Linked DNA regions of Mus musculus: region 2 is linked to region 1. The links are chromatin contacts, called in public Hi-C maps. All regions are on one chromosome and are shown on one strand. Each heading gives the region's core, a stretch centred on a gene start, on an enhancer-like site or on the middle of the called end of the contact. The rest is flanking DNA. Distances are from core to core; before and after follow the strand shown.

Region 1 (5,238 bases), core at 1,052-3,551:
TTATACGAGGACATCAGATCTTCTGAAACTGGAGTTTCGAATGATTGTAAACCACCATGTAGGTGCTAGGAATTGAACCCAAGTCCTTAGCAAGAGCAACAAGTGCTGTGAACCCCTGAGCCATCTCTTCAGCACCAACCTTTTTTTTAAAAAAGACTTATTTATTTATTTATTTAAAGATTTATTTATTTATTTCATGTATGTGTGAGTATACTGTTGCTGTCTTCAGACACACCAGAAGAAGGTATCAGATCCCATTACAGATGGTTGTGAGCCACCATTGTAGTTGCTGGGAATTGAACTCAGGACCTCTGGAAGAACAGTCAGTGTTCTTACCCTCGGACCCATCTCTCCAGCCCCAAATTTATTTATTATTATACATAAGTACACATAAGTACACTGTAGCTGTCTTCAGATGCACCAGAAGAGGGCATCAGATCTCATTACAGGGAGTAGTGAGCCACCATGTAGTTGCTGGGATTTAAACTCAGGACCTTTGGAAGAGCAGTCAGTGCTCTTGCCTGTTGAGCCATCCCACCAGGCCTCAGCACCAACCTTCTTTTTTTGTTTGTTTGTTTTGTTTTGTTTTGAAGACAGGGTTTCTCTGTGTAGGGTTTCTCTGGCTGTCCTGGAACTCACTCTGTAGACCAGGCTGGCCTCGAACTCAGAAATCCACCTGCCTCTGCCTCCCAAGTGCTGGGATTAAAGGCGTGCAACACCACTGTCTGGCTAGCACCAACCTTCTTAATCCTGCAGAAAACATGGCACACATTTAGCAGGACCATCTGGTCTGCCGTAGCAGGAGGGGTAGACTCCCTTATTTCTTCATTTGACAAGAGGCTGTAGCACATGCCAGTCATAATCCTGGGTACCCGTGAAGTGAAGGAAGCTGTGAGTGAGAAAGAAAGTCCTGCCCGTTTGGAATTACGTTCCAGGAGGAAGTGGGGAATGGGAAGACATGAAAAGGGAATGCAGCAATTGAACACATTTGGCTCCTGATCATTGGGAATTAGGAACCGGGTGAATGAAACAAAGCCTAGGGTGCAGCCTCAATCCCAGCTCGTGGTTGGCTAAAACGGCCTGGAGTCTGAGGTCAATCTCAGCTACACAGGAAGTGTAAGGAGAGCTTGGGCTGAGTAGCAAGGCATTATCTCCACTAGGTGGGGGTAAGGAGGACAGAGGACTATCAAAGAGCTTTGTGGTTGGAGACAGTGTGTCTTCTTTAGGACAGTTAAAAGTTCACTTATGGGCTGGAGAGATGACTCAGCGGTTAAGAGCACTGCCTGCTCTTCCAGAGTTTCTAAGTTCAAATCCCAGCAACCACATGGTGGCTCACAAAAATCTGTAATGAGATCAGATGCCCTCTTCTGGTGTGTGTCTGAACACAGCTATGGTGTACTTGAAAGAAAGAAAGAAAGAAAGAAAGAAAGAAAGAAAGAAAGAAAGAAAGAAAGAAAGAAAGAAAGAAAGAAAGAAAGAAAGATAGTTCACTTACACGAACTTTAAATGAGGCCACTTAAAGATCTTTGGTTTTGTTTTTAAAGAGAAGTCTCACTACAATGCCCAAAGGAACCCCAGTTGCTATGCACAAAGGGGTACTCCTGCCTTCAGGGTAGCTGGAGGTCTATAGGTGCTGCCACCATCCCCGGAGGAGTTAATCTTTGACCTGAGACCTAGGGATGGAACAAAGTCAGCTTTGAAAGAAGTGCGAAAGTACGGATTGGTGGTGCAATTCAGTTGGAAAACCTTGCAAACACAAGGTTTGTCCCTAGCACAATCCCCTCGCCCCTCCTCGAGCCCGCCCCCCCCCCCCAACTCGGCTCACTCCACTATCTAGGGAGGTGGAGGCCAAAAGATAAGGAGTTTGGAGTTAGCTACATGTAGAATTACAAGTTGAGAAGATTTTTCTCAAAACAAGACCTGGGAAAAGAAGTTACATAGAGAAAGCTAGTGCAAAGGCCCTGGAGAGTGAGAAAGGTTCTGAGAGGTGTCGGAAGGTCGGCTACATCATCAACTGGCTTCAAGAAAGGCGTGACACCGAGGTTCTGTCCCTGAAGTCAGGACAGGGGTGCTGGCTAGCGTGAGGCCAGAGAGCAGCGTTTGGGCGATTTTTATTTTATTTCATTTTTTGATTTGCGCCCTAACTGGCTCCTAGCGAGTATGGCTTCTGGGCGTGGGCCACCACGCCTTGCGGGCTCAGGCCCCCACTGAGTTTTGGGAGGGGGCTAAGGAAGCGGGTGGCGAGGGGGTTGGGCCTAGAAACCTGCAAACTTCGCCTAGGGAAGGGAGGAGTCTGCATGAGACCCAGCGAGTCTCTCCTGCGGTCAGACGCCCAGCCCTGCTTTTGTCAGCGTGTGTGACCTCAGGGCTGCACCTCGTGGCTCTCAGGTAAGGCTGCTCAGGGTTAAGCCCCAGATGTCCCCGTGTTTCTCACCCTGCTCTGCCTGGCCGGCCCTGGGGTGGGCAGTGAGAATTGCTCCTGCACCCGGAGAGTGCCGTGACAGTGGGGGACAATGAGACAGCGGGGCGGCAGCTGCGCGAAGGCGGAGGTGAGCTAGAGCGGCTGCTAAGAGCCTGGGGGACCCCGGCTTTCAGCCCCTTCCCAGCCTCCACCCTCAAACGCTTTCCTCTGTCTTTGACTGGGAAGGAGTTTCCATCAGTTTCTTAACAAAGTTTGCTAGAAAACCGGGCATTAAAGGTGTCTGTTGAATCCTGACACACAGGGCAGAAGCCACCGTCCTCGGGCCCTCTCTTTGCCACCTTGAATTTGGATCCGGGGTGTTCGATCCCTTTTTGCCGCCTTCTCCTTACGCCCACCCCAGTGTCCTTGTTGATAACTTGCAGATACTATTTAAGCACATTTGAGAACGTTTACTGGTCATAGGCGTGTGGGTTTCTACGTAAGTCATAACTTGACTTCTGGGCTACGCACTTAATTCCAGGCGCTGTGAAACGCGTGGACAGACCAATCCCGACCTGAGGAGAGCTGGTTCCTTCCTGGGGAAGGCGCAGATTTGGGTAAGCTGCAGAGTGTGCTCGCAGGGCACGGAGAAGGTCCCTCTGGAATGTGACAAGTGTCTTGGATTGAAGTGAGAGTGGGTGTTGCGTGTAATTTAGGGAGGGTTCTTAACCTAGTGTCGGGATGTTTGAGAGCGTTGACCCCCCCCCCCCTAGAATCGTTTAAATCCCCGAGTTTGAAGCATAAAATGAGTCGGGCCTTGAACCTAGTGCTAGGAGACCGAGGTAGGTGCATCACTTGAGTTCGATGCCAGCCTGTACTACATACTGAAGTCCAGGACAGCAAGGGCCATATAGAGACCCCGACTCAAGTAGACAGGTAAATAAAAAAATAAGCACAAACATAGGTCCTTTGAGGTCTGAGGCAAAAAGGCACCATTGAATGCTCTCTTGAACTGTTTTAGTGAAACCCTGTCTCAAAACGTTGAACAAGTATGTGAGCTTTTTTTTCTCTTCCCATCCAATATCCTATATAGTCTGATGCTTATCCCTAAGCTTTCTGGTAAGGTGCATAACTGAGCCAACTGCTGAGACCACATTCCACCGCAGCTTGATTTGCATTTTAAATAGTTTAGTGGCGGGGTGCTTCCTCGTCGTCTCTACCTTTGGAAACAGCGGATATTTTAGCAGTGCGCCACCAACTCACGCCTGGGGGGTGGGGGTGGGGGGAAGGACGTGACTTCCTGACTCTGGGAGAAGGAGGAGTGCCTTCTTGGATTTGCATTTCCTTGGCCTTTGCCTAGCTCCTCTTGTCAATTGTCTGTCCTCTTTTCAAATGTTTATTATCTCACTGCATTTTCAAATTAGCAACGAGTTCTTTATTTTTTGAGTCCCCTCCCTCAGGATTGTGGATTCTCTCCCTCTTCCCGCCTTAGTGGTTTAGGCTCTATGTAGCGCAGACGGGTGGCGCTCTGCATAGCTTGTGCCCAGGATCTAACCTGCAGTACAGAAGGATTTAAAAAAAAACAATCTCTCATCTTGTATCTGATTTGGTTTGATAATGTGCTTTTGGGAGAATCTCAGAGTCCAAGCTGTCCTCCTAGTCATGTGACGGAGGCTGACACCTCAGCTCCACCTCCTAAGTGGTGGAATTAAAGAGGAAAAAATAAGATAGTTTACTATGGAGCCATTTTGATTGTCTGAGTTTCAGGCACACAGATGTAGGTTACCACAAATTCCATATTCCATCATGGAAGCAGTTTGTTCCATAAAGTTTTATAATCTTACAGAACAAATTTAAAGTACATTGGGTGTGGCGGGTAGACAGGTCCGGAGAGTCTGGGCAAGCATTTCTGCAGTACCAAGATGCTATCTGTCATTTCTTATGAGTTCGTGGATGGATGCTCTGTGTAGTGGTGTGCTAGATTAATAGGTTCTAAAAGGTTCTTATCTGTTGGTCACAAGACACAGGGACTGTCCTGGAACGGTGTCCTCCGAGCTAGAACTAGCCCAAGATAAGATAATGAACCTCTGGACCTGCAGCATTCCAGTGTATTGGGTATTGCAGGCTGATCTGACAATTAGCCTCTGCAGGCACCAGTCTTCCAGGAACTCATGTGTACCCGGTGCAGAAAAATGGCCTCGATTTTGTTTGTTTGCTTGTGCTTCTTTTTCAACTTCAGTACTATTGCCTATTCTTTTGTAGCTTCCCCACATATATAGACTCTATAGGTGCTGGAAATGTGATATTTTTTGTTTAACAATGCAAAAGTTACAGACTTGTTTTTGCTATGCTGGAGATCTGAACCTAGGGCCTTGAGAATGCTAGGTATGTGTTCTTTTTGTTTGTTTTCAGACAGGGTTTCTCTGTTGTAGACCTGGCTGTCCCGGAACTTATTCTGTTGACCAGGCTGGCTTTGAACTCCGAGATCCACCTGTCTCTACTTCCCCAGTGCTAGGAATAAAGTACAGTGCCATCTTTTTTTTTTTTAATTTATGTATTTACATTATAAATGCTGTCCCCTCACATTGTTCCTCCCCTTCCCCCCCCCCCCCCCCCCCCATCCTTGTGCATCAAGTCTGCAGGGTTAGCTTCTCCCACTGAGGCCAGACAAGGCAGCACTCACATTCTTTCTTTTTTTTTTTTTTTTAAGATATATTTATTTTGGGGATTGGAGAGATGGCTTAGCAGTTAAGAGCACTGACTGCTCTTTCAGAGGTCCTGAGTTCAAATCCCAGCAACCACATGGTGGCTCACAACCATCTGCAATGAGATCTGAT
Region 2 (5,238 bases), core at 1,147-3,646, 930 kb after region 1:
CAGAGGCTCCGCCATCAAGATCGCGGTCCGGTCCACTCTGAGCCTTGCGCCCGCCAATACAACTGGCAATCCAAGTTGGGCAAAAGGTTTTCCTAAATTTGTAAATTTGGATCGTGTTTTCTTTTCCTCCCCACCTTCCTTTGAGTTGCTTGAGCAGTCGCCACTGTGACCTCTTGCCTAGGGTGCAGCCAGCTCCAGCTGGTAGCTCCTGTCGGTTTCCCGAGAAGACTGTCTAGTCAGCGGAATAGACGTTTTTGAGTCAGCGCGTCATTAGTGGTGCAGCTGCGGAAATCAACTCAGGCATGCGTTTTAGGGCCAGGTGTAACCCCAAGATCAACTGGAAACAAACAAACAAACAAAAACCATAGAGATTCCAGACCTCTCAGGATAGTCACTGCTCTCCCCACCCCCACCCCCGCCCCCCAAGCCTGTAGCCGCCCAACTCGGAGCAGCATTGAAATCCATACGCAAAGAGCTACTGGTATTGATGGGAGAGTTGTGTAATGGGATAATCGTCAACCTGTGGTGTCCTAATGCCTGTAAAAATGCAATTTTGCATATTAAGATATTTTATTAATTTGATGTAACTAGGAAAAATGGCTCTAGGTGACGATACAGAATCAGAGGCACACTGGCAACCTGGAAGTACCTAACTTTTTCGCTGTTTCCTATAAACAATACAGAAATTGTTTCCTCCCTGACTTCCTCCTCTCATTCTCTTATAACCTGGGGTTCATAGATCCTTCCCCTAGGCCTTCAGCACACAAATTAATCGGGTTTCAAGAAGGCTCAAATCGGTAAGTGCTCTCCTCTGACAAAGAAGCGGCCTAAAAGCGAGGGGGGTGGGGTTGGTCAGGGCGACCAAGGTCATCTCAAACCACTCCGGGCTGGGAACACCAGTTCCCCTCGGACGGACGTACCGAGTCCACTCACCTCAGCAACAGCAGGCGCTGACCCTGGGTCACTTTAAAGTCCCCACCCCAGCATCTCTGGGATTTCCCAGTCTCTCCTACCAGAGCTGACATTCCTTGTACTTCACGTGCGCTGGACACATCCTCGCCTCTTCTTTGGCGCAGATTTCTACAGAAGTTAAGTCTTGGATAGTTTATTCACACTTTAAGAGATAACCCACATTAGTTAGCAGCAGAGGTGAGCCCACTCCCGCCAGCACGCCCTGGGACACTGTGGTTCCTTGGAGGTCGTGCCCTCCACTCGGAAGTATACGCCAGCTCCCCCCAGTTTTCCAACCCCCCCCAGTCGGTGCGCCACGTCTAATAACAAGGCCCAAAGCCTCTTCCCCAATCCTCTCCACTTACCCAAGACCGCTGCCAATGCCTGCTCCGTTTCCAGCTCATTTCCGACTTTTTCTGTGCTAAGTCGTTTAACAACTCCAACAGCCAGTTATGACGTCTTTGTTTATAGGTTCCCTGCTATTTTACGTCCTTTTTATTTCTCTGCAACTATCCTAATAGGTTAATCGATAGCTATTCTCTGACCTCGGGAAACCCCAGCTGATGGTGTTGTGACCGTTGCGAATATATATATATATATATATATATATATATATATATATATATTCCTGCGTCGTGCCCGGAAAGCTAGGGTAAGACTTGAGTAGTTAGATTTGGGGGTGATGCGAGGCACATCAGCAGATGTCTTTTCTCTGGAATAGCCCTGAAACAGGAGGGGGTCTGAGGCCTAATTAGCAAAAGGAAGCCGGATGTGTTCCTTTAATCCTTGAATCGAAAACAAAACCCCAAAGCAAATCAAAATAGTAAGTTTTTTTCTTTTCTTTTCTTTTTTTTTTTTTTTTTAAATCACAACCTTGTTCTGCATTGCCAGTTGGTCTATATAATATTAGCAAAGAGGGGAGGGCAGGGTAGTAAGAAAAATGCAGGGGGCGGAGAGGGCAGGGTGGTAAGAAGCCCTACAGTCCGGAGGACACTCTTAGGCCCACGCCCTCTCCACCCCCACCCACCCACTCTCACGCCCTCCCTGAACCCCACACCCGGCTCCAGCGTGGGCAGGGGTCTCCCAACAGCCCGAAGAGCTTTCGGGGCCTGCGGGATGCTAGCGCCTAGTCGGTGAGGAGTTGCGCTTCTGTCGTCCCTTTGTTGACAATTCCCTGAACCAACTTGAGTTTGGCCAGCTCCACGGCGGCCCTGACGTCACGCGCGGTCACGTGGCCCCGCCTCCCTCTGGATCTTTAAGTAGAAAGTAATCTATCAGGCCAGTCCTTAAAACGGGACTTTCGACTACCCAGGCTTGGCTTCCCTGTCACCACCCCCCCAACCCCCAACCCCGCGGTCGCCCATGCCCGCGCCCTCCAGAGCTGCTTGGAGCCCGGCGTCCCGCGCTTGCCTGGACCGCTCCTGAACCCCACGCCCAAACCAGAGGTCGAGGAAGGCTGGTGAAGTGAGGGGGTGCGGCGTGGAGAAACCTCCGGGGTCGCGAGCAGTAGCTGTCTCCTCGTAGAGAAGCGTCGAGGACCGCAAGAGTTCGCGGAGCGCGGCTGCGGAGCGCAGCGCCCGCACCGCGCGATGCCAGGCCTCCTCGTGTGAGCTGACCCGACAGGGCCCCGAGCTACCTGTGCCCTCTCCCCCCCCCCCGGCTTTCTTTCGGGGGACACTCACACCTCCTTTGCCTGAGCTCCGCGGCCGCCCCTCGCGGCCCCCCTCGCTCTCTGCTCGCTCCTGGCCGCCGCCACCAACCCCGCGGAGGGATGACCCTCTCCGGCAGCGGCAGCGCCAGCGATATGTCCGGCCAGACGGTGCTGACGGCCGAGGACGTGGACATCGATGTGGTGGGCGAGGGCGACGACGGGCTGGAGGAGAAGGACAGCGACGCCGGGTGCGACAGCCCCGCGGGGCCTCCGGACCTGCGCCTGGACGAGGCGGACGAAGGGCCACCGGTGAGCGCTCATCACGGCCAGTCTCAACCGCAAGCCCTGGCACTGCCCACCGAGGCGACCGGGCCGGGGAACGACACGGGAGCTCCGGAGGCCGACGGCTGCAAGGGCGGCGAGGACGCGGTGACAGGCGGCGGTGGGCCCGGCGCGGGCAGCGGGGCGACGGGAGGTCTGACCCCGAACAAGCCCAAGAACAGCCTGGTGAAGCCACCCTACTCTTACATCGCGCTCATCACCATGGCCATCCTGCAGAGCCCGCAGAAGAAGCTGACCCTGAGCGGCATCTGCGAGTTCATCAGCAACCGTTTTCCGTACTACCGGGAGAAGTTCCCCGCCTGGCAGAACAGCATCCGCCACAACCTGTCGCTCAACGACTGCTTCGTCAAGATCCCCCGCGAGCCGGGCAACCCGGGCAAGGGCAACTACTGGACCCTGGACCCCCAGTCCGAGGACATGTTCGACAACGGCAGCTTCCTGCGGCGCCGGAAGCGCTTCAAGCGCCACCAGCAGGAGCACCTGCGCGAGCAGACGGCGCTGATGATGCAGAGCTTCGGAGCCTACAGCCTGGCGGCGGCGGCGGGCGCAGGACCCTACGGCCGCCCCTACGGCCTGCACCCCGCGGCGGCTGCGGGCGCCTACTCGCACCCCGCGGCGGCGGCGGCGGCCGCGGCTGCTGCGGCGCTCCAGTACCCGTACGCGCTACCACCCGTGGCTCCCGTGCTGCCGCCCGCAGTGCCCCTGCTGCCCTCGGGCGAGCTGGGCCGCAAAGCGGCCGCCTTCGGCTCGCAGCTCGGTCCGAGCCTGCAGCTACAGCTCAACACCCTGGGCGCCGCCGCGGCAGCCGCGGGCACGGCGGGCGCGGCGGGCACCACGTCGCTCATCAAGTCCGAGCCCAGTGCGCGGCCGTCGTTCAGCATCGAGAACATCATAGGCGCGGGATCCGCGGCGCCCGGGGGCTCGGCTGGGGGTGGTGGGAGCGGCGGCGGAGCCGGGGGTGGCGGGGGCAGTGGGGGCGGCGGCGGCGCGCAGTCCTTCCTGCGGCCGCCCGGGACTGTGCAGTCGGCTGCGCTCATGGCCACGCACCAGCCCCTGTCGCTGAGCCGGACGACTGCCACCATCGCGCCCATTCTGAGCGTGCCGCTGTCTGGACAGTTCCTGCAGCCCGCAGCCTCAGCCGCAGCGGCTGCGGCCGCCGCCGTGCAAGCCAAGTGGCCCGCTCAATAGTGATGAGCTAGTGGCCGGGCCGGACGGCGGCCTCTGGCAGCAGCCTGCTCTTCCAGGCGGTACGCCCTCTCTGATCCTGGTCCATCTGTCCTGGTCCTGGTCCTGGTCCCTCTACCCAATCCTGGACTCTGCTACCCGCCCCCGACTCCCCAACACTGACCAACAGCGGCCTCCATCCCCTCACTCACCTAAGCTGGCGGAGCAAACTCAACCCGCGTCCGCTGGGAATAACTTTCCGTACAGGTAAAACTGATAACCGAATTTCCAAAAATGCACCCCGACGGCGCCTGTGTTCTCAGTACTGTGGGGGTGGGAGGGACATTCTTTGTACATATTTGTATAAAAATCATTGACTTTCCTTTTGGGGTTTTTATTTTTTTAAGAAAATAAAAAGCAATTCAGTAGATTTAGAGCTTTGAACTTTCATATTTTTTTGAAGGTTCACTCTGCGCAGTTTTATCTGAGAAAAAGAATGTATAAAGACGTTGGGAGATTTTAAATCCAAAAAAAATTTTTCAAAAAGGCGAAGTGTCATTGTATTATAAAAGTCTGTTTATATATGAATGAATATATATGGTATTCTAAATGTTATTCCATCGTGTTGTACACAATTTTGTAAATAAATTTTTAAAATGCTCAGCCTAGTGTTTTAATTAGGTGTCTAGCAAATGGCAAGATTTTACAATGGAATTTGCATTGTCTTCCCCAGAAAATCTAGCAGTCTTAAGTAATGACCTTTTCAAACGTTGCAAATTCACAATTTGGGTGTAGAAACATTTGAATTTGAAAATGGAAAGAGCGTACTTAATTTAAATTATATTAATATGTGACTTTTCACATAACCAGGATAAGGATGACAATCCCATTCATATCAAGCCACTGTGAATGACTCGCAGCTCCTGCAAAGTGTGCTGTCATTAAAAATCTAGGCAAAAGCAGCCTTGTTCATTTTAAAGAACATTGGTCGAATATAACCCCCTAGGCAAACTTACAAGGAGTCTTTGGTCATTTGAATTGTCCTTTCAAGAACAAAATTCCAAACATCTCGTATTTTAGCATTTAAACCTCGGGTTTTTGGAATTCCTTTTCATCCCTTCATTGGAAAT

Evidence for each region. Hi-C and Micro-C count contacts between places; a contact is called where the count stands out from the background.
Region 2: a contact with region 1 is called in a Hi-C map of embryonic stem cells, with 7 times the contacts expected there. The contact joins the promoter of Foxd3 here to the promoter of L1td1 in region 1. A contact is called at or near these places in 1 of 39 promoter capture datasets (embryonic stem cells), 5 of 484 Hi-C or Micro-C datasets (all in embryonic stem cells) and 4 of 115 datasets of contacts at active chromatin or transcription factors (all in embryonic stem cells).

What each region holds. Positions count from the first base shown.
Region 1 is chr4:98,724,453-98,729,690 of GRCm38.p6, forward strand. It overlaps L1td1 (LINE-1 type transposase domain containing 1), which reads left to right and starts at 2,302. Exons shown (of 5, transcript NM_001081202.1): 1 at 2,302-2,388; 2 at 2,943-3,018.
Region 2 is chr4:99,653,903-99,659,140 of GRCm38.p6, forward strand. Foxd3 (forkhead box D3) reads left to right here and starts at 2,397. Exons shown (of 1, transcript NM_010425.3): 1 at 2,397-4,769. The coding sequence starts at 2,723. The coding sequence ends at 4,132.